Regions from separate parts of the Sus scrofa genome. Here region 2 is linked to region 1. A link is a contact called in public Hi-C data. All regions are on one chromosome and are shown on one strand. The core of a region is the stretch at or near the end of the contact, and the rest is flanking DNA. Distances in the headings are between cores, read along the strand shown.

Evidence for each region. A called contact is a pair of places that touch in the nucleus more often than the background predicts.
Region 2: a contact with region 1 is called in a Hi-C map of skeletal muscle, with 4 times the contacts expected there. The contact joins two enhancer-like sites. A contact is called at or near these places in 2 of 5 promoter capture datasets (fetal liver and fetal skeletal muscle) and 1 of 47 Hi-C or Micro-C datasets (skeletal muscle).

Annotation. Positions count from the first base shown.
Region 1 is chr13:133,998,385-134,001,427 of Sscrofa11.1, forward strand. No RefSeq gene overlaps it. Among named protein-coding and RNA genes, the nearest start is that of TFRC, 23 kb to the left of the region's middle. Within about 2 kb of position 1,312, at least 2 of the 83 cell types and tissues checked have an H3K27ac peak or open chromatin away from gene starts, as enhancers often do. A contact at or near this core is called in skeletal muscle, where this site is marked.
Region 2 is chr13:134,075,427-134,078,271 of Sscrofa11.1, forward strand. It overlaps the pseudogene LOC106505774. Among named protein-coding and RNA genes, the nearest start is that of TNK2, 5.4 kb to the right of the region's middle. Within about 2 kb of position 1,440, at least 15 of the 83 cell types and tissues checked have an H3K27ac peak or open chromatin away from gene starts, as enhancers often do. A contact at or near this core is called in skeletal muscle, where this site is marked.

The DNA.
Region 1 (3,043 bases), core at 62-2,561:
TGTCATTTTGGCACTGAGATATTTATTGTTTATTTATCAGTGACAGAGTTCACTATAAATGGTGTTTTTTTTATAGAAGATAATTATCGGAAGCAGTGCCTTCCATAATTATGACAGTTATACTGTCGTTTTTTTTTTTTTAAATAAAAGCAGCATCTGCTAGTAAAACCCAACAGATACTGGAAGTTTTGCATTTATGGTCAACACTTGAGAGTGTTAGAAAACAGCCGCAAGCCAAATAAAATTATAAGCTAAGTCTTGGAGAAGAATTAATTAGTCAGTGCTAATCAAATCAGATTTCTATTTAGCTAACCAGAAAAAAATGGCAGTTCTCTTAAGTGCAGTGAATTGTGACCAACTTATAAATTAATGTCACTTAAAGGCTGTGATCCTATGCCTATGTGCAAAATTTTACAGCTCAATTTTTCCAAGGTGTAACTTTAATTCGAATTTTGCAAAATTTCCAGTACCTTTGTCACAAACCTAACTCACATTATCGGGAGCAGTGTCTTCCATAATGTATAAAGAACAAGGTAGTTTTTGCCTACCACAGTGTCTATATCGGAGACAGTGATCTCCATATGTTACACTAAGGGTGTACGTAATTATCGGGAACAGTGTTTCCCATAATTTTCTTCATGCAATGACATCTTCAAAGCTTGAAGATCGTTAGTATCTAACATGTATTCCCAGCTCCCTATAATTCTTTTAGTTTTAGATGCAGAAACATTTTGTGGTCATTAAGCATTTGGTGGATAACTTCAACCACTGTAAAATTACTTCCAGATTCTTTGTTTTTAAGCTTAATGTTGTGTTTTGTTATATTTGTGGTTTTCCCGAGTCTTCTGTTCAGCAAGATAGTAGCATACATTTATAATGTTTGCTGTTGTCAAATGAATTTAACTTTACCCCCTTATTTGCATGTTAACCTTATAAACCTAGTTCATACAAGTTTGAATTCAGAATTGACCTTTTAGCTTCAAGCAGGGGAAACTTGTATAGGAGTTTGGGGGGAGGAGGGAATAAAGGGTGTAGGAAGGCAAAGCTTGCAAAAGGGTCTTTGATCATGTCTCCCTGTAAGTATTTGGTTGCTGTAAGGTAAATGTAGATGTGAACAAATAAGTTTGAGGCTACATCAGTTAGGACTTTATTTTCTAGTCAGCCATTGTTATAAACCTGATCATCAGCTGTTTGTTAAAAGGCAGTTCAATCCTATCACCTAAGAAGAAATCCACTGTCTCTTAACTTACTTAAGTGACACCAAGAACCTTAAAATAGATCTGGATTATTACAGCCTCACTGATTTGTTTCACTACTCACAGTCTATTTTAGTCTTTAGTGTTTTATCTTAAACTGATATTTAGTGTAGGTGAGTGAAAGGTCATAGTTGGGATTCCTGGTTTAACTGTTGTGCTTTATCATACTTTAATGAAAGCTCAATGACTTCAAGGCATAATATGAATAACAGGCATGCATTTTACAGCAGTAAATCTCTTCCAAAAAACTCTTTTCTATAGTTAGGATCGAGATTTTTCCAATCAAACAAGTTGGTAAGTGGTAAAAGGCTTTAATATTCCTGAATGAAATGTATATTTGACTATTACAACCTTCCAGTCTTTAGATTTTTCTGGTTTTAGATGTCATGTGCATTTCAAAGGTAAAGAATCAAATGAGTGAGCTTTGTCATGATTCATTATTCTAGAACTTGCATGACCTTTACTGTTTACTTTTGATCTTGACATTTTAGTTGGCTAAAGATGGCTTATTAGACTTGCCAACTTACTGCTCAGCTGTATCTTTGTAAACAAGTGATATGCCCTTATAACTGTATACAAGCTGGTATGTGCACCAGTGTGGGAATTCCTCATCTAATTTAATAAATCTTGAACACTGAGTTGTCTTTTTTTTTTTTTTTTTCTTGGCCCATTTAAATGCTGCCTACAAGAAACACTTTAAAAACACAGGTGAGTTGAAAGTCAAAAGATGGAAAGAAATAGAACATGCAAATGCACATAATTAGACTAGAGTGGCTGTATAAACACCAGATAAAAAGATATTACCGTAGATAAAAATAGGAATATTTCATGATGATAAAAAGAGACAATTCATTGGGAAGATATATGTATGTGAACTGCATGACAGCCTTAAAATATATGAATTAAACATTTATGGAATTGTGGGGAGAAAGATAATTCTGCCACAGATTTTAACACCCACTCCCTAGCAATTAATAGAATAACGAGACAATTCAGGACAAAAGATTTGAACCACTTAATAAGTCTTAAGTTGAAGAGTATTGAAATTATACGTGGTGTATTCTCTAATCAGAATGGAATTAAATTAGAAATCAGTAACAAGACAGAAAACCCCTAAAATATCAGGAAATTGAATAGCACATTTGTAAATAATTTATGTAAAGACGAATTCACAAGAAAAATTAGAAAATATTTTTAATTTAAATATAACAAAATCTACGGATGCAGGTAAAATAGTGCTTGGAGATACACTGTTTAATACAGTATCCATAGTCACATGTGACCAAATTTAAATTATTTAATAAAAATTCAATTCCTCAGACACACGGATCACATTTCAAGTACTCAATAGCAATATATAGCTACAGGCTATTGGGCAGCAGAAAATAGTATTTCCATCACTGCAGAAAGTTCCAGTAGACAGTTGTGGCTTAGAGGGAAATGTTTTTCTAATATAAAAGCTCAAAACTATCTAAAAATCAATGACTAACCCGTTTCTATCTTAACAAGTTCGGCAGAGAAAAGCAAAGCAAGCTGAAATGAAATAGAAAATATATATAATAAAGAACAAAAAATCAAAGAAATGAAATCATGCAATAGATAAAATTAACAAAGTCAAAATCTGATTCTTTGGAATGAAAAGTGAAATATGAAAAGCCCACAGCTATACTGATCCAAAAAAGACAAAACCAAAAACAGTTACCAAGGATGAAAAAGGTTTCAACCACAGACTTATGGACATTAAAGTATAATAAGGGTATATCATGAATTTTATGCTAAAAAATTAG
Region 2 (2,845 bases), core at 190-2,689, 77 kb after region 1:
AGTAATTCCACTCTGGGCATACATCTGGAAAAGACAAAAACTCTAATTTGAAAAGATAGAGGCAGAGTTCCTGTTGTAGCTCAGTGGTAATGAACCCGACTAGTGTCCATGAGGATGCAGGTTTCATCCCTGGCCCCACTCACTGGGTTAAGGATTTGGCGTTGCTATGAGCTGTGGTATAGGTCACAGACGCAGCTCCAATCTGGCTGTGGTGTAGGCTAGCAATTGTAGCTCCAATTTGACCCCTAGCATGGGGACTTCTGTATGCCATGGGTGCTGCCCTAAAAATTTTTTTGAAAAGATACATGCACCCCTACATTCATAGCAGCACTGTTCACAATAGCCAAGACATGGAAGCAACATAAATGTCCATCAACAGAGGAATGGATAAAGAAGTTGTGGTATACACACACACACACACACACACACACATGCACACACACAATGGAGTACTATTCAGTAGTAAAAGGAATGAAATAATGCCATTTGTAACAACATGGATGGACTTAGAGATTGTCATACTAAGGAATGGATAAAGAAGTTGTGGTATACACACACACATACACACACACTGGAGTACTATTCATTAGTAAAAAGAATGAAATAATACAATTTGTAACACATGGATGGACATAGAGATTATCATACTAAGTAAAATAAGTCAGAGAAAGACAAATATCATATGGTATCACTTATATGTGGAATCTGTAAATATGGTACAAATGAACTTAGGAAACAGAAATAGACTCACAGACACAGAAAACAAATTTATGGTTATCAAAGGGGAAAGGGTAGGGGAAGGGATGGATTGGGAGTTTGGGATTAGCAGATACAAATTACTATGTATAGAATGGATAAACAGGTCCTACTGTGTAGCACAGGGAGCTATACTCAATATTCTGTATAAACTGGAATGGAAAAGAACCTGAAAAAGAATGCATGTGTATGTATAGCTGAATCACTTTGCTGCATGCACACTGGAGACTAACGTTGTAAACCAACTATAGTCAATAAACTAATAATAAATTACCAATTTTGCAAGGCCGAAAAAAGGAAAAAATACCTTCATCAACAAATAAATGGATAAAGACAAATACTGCATGATATCACTTACGTGCGGAAATCTAAAAAATACATCTAGTGAATAAAACAAAAAAGAAGCCAACGCACAGATACACAGAACTAATGGTTATACAGAACCCAAGGAGGGGGAGGGGTAATTCAGAGGTGGGGGAAAGGGAGGTACAAACTACTAGATGTAATATAGGCTCAAGGGTGTATTGTAAATATGAAGAATATAGTGATACTCTGTAATAACTGTAAATGTAAAGGAACCTTTAAAAATTATATTTAAAAAAAGTGTACCTGGACAGGGTCGTGTTTGTCCGTTACCGATGTCAACTCTAGATGTCCACCAGGGGGCGTCAGAACCCAGGGCGCTGGCGCTTTATGCTGAAGCGCTCATGTTGATCCAAGGGCTTGTAATCTCTTGGCTCACTGGCCCTTTCTCCGGCTGGGCAGAGGGGGGAGGCGCGTGGGAGCAGCTGGCAGCACCTTCTCGGAACGCCCTAGGAAGGTTTTGAAACTGTCTGAACTGCCGGGGCATGTGAGCCCAGCCACCCCCACCCGCAACCCTGCTGCCAGTAAGCTCCTGGGAGCTCTAACTTGTTTCATTAGGGTGAAGGCACGGTCTGTTCTAGGTCCTGGCAGGACATGTGACCTGGGTTAGCAGATAGCCCCATGCCTAGGAATTCCATCAGAGACCCCTCCCTTCACCTCCACTAAGAGGCAAATTGTCTTGTCCTAGGAAATCTTTTGCCCTTGGTCAAATCTTTCCTCAGACACCAGTCCCTGACGCCACACCTCACTTCCCTCCCACCTCAGCTCAGGCACTGTTCTCTGCACTAAGGTTACTCCGGGGAACCTGCAGCTGCCATTTCCGGTTGCACATTGCAATCACCTGGGGAGCTTTTAAGAACTGCAGATGCTGAGCCCCACCCCAGAGATTCCAATTAAATTGTTCTGGTGTGGGGCCTGGGTAGCAGGGTTTTTAAAAGCCTCCCACGTGATTCTCCTGTGCAGCATTATTGAGAATCTCTTGGATTCAAAGCCTTGCTACTCAAAGCATAGGGACTTGACAGGAACACAGAATCTCAGCATCCCCTTCTCCGCTTGCTGAATCAGAACCTCCCTTTCAACAAGATGCCCCAGTCGTTCAGTGGCATGCTGAAGGCTGAGAAGCGCTGGTCTGGTCTAGTCAGCCTATTTATTGTTCTGCTTCACTCATGCTCATTGCCCTGGCTTGAACCACAGCTTCCACAACTTTCTCCAGTTGGACAACGGGCCTTCAGAAGTTTTAGCTTAAGACCTAGAGAAAGAAACAGATTTTATATCGAGACGTAGGGTGCCCACATTTTATATAGTGAAACAAAAATATCACAAAAACCAGATCTTTACTAATTACTGGACCAAACTTGGGTCCCTTCACCCATGCACAGTAAAGCCAACCTACGGACGCTGGGTTGGAGTGAGAGAAAGCGCAGCCTTGATTGATGGGTGCCAAGCAAGGAGCCCCCACAGAGTGCTTAAAAGACCCTACTCTCTGATGGCTTTCAGGGAAAGGTTTTTCAAGACAGAGTTGGGGGCGGGGTTGCCGTGTGCGTGATCAGCTCGTGGACATCCTTCTGATTGGTCGGTGGTGATGTAATTGGGAGTCAACATCATCAACCTTCTGGTTTCAGCTGGTCTGGGGTGAGTGTCTACCTGCTTGTCGGTGGCAGAGAGTTAACTTCTTCCACCTGGTGGGGCTTTCAGTCTGCAAAACAGCTCAAAGGCTATGGCTCAG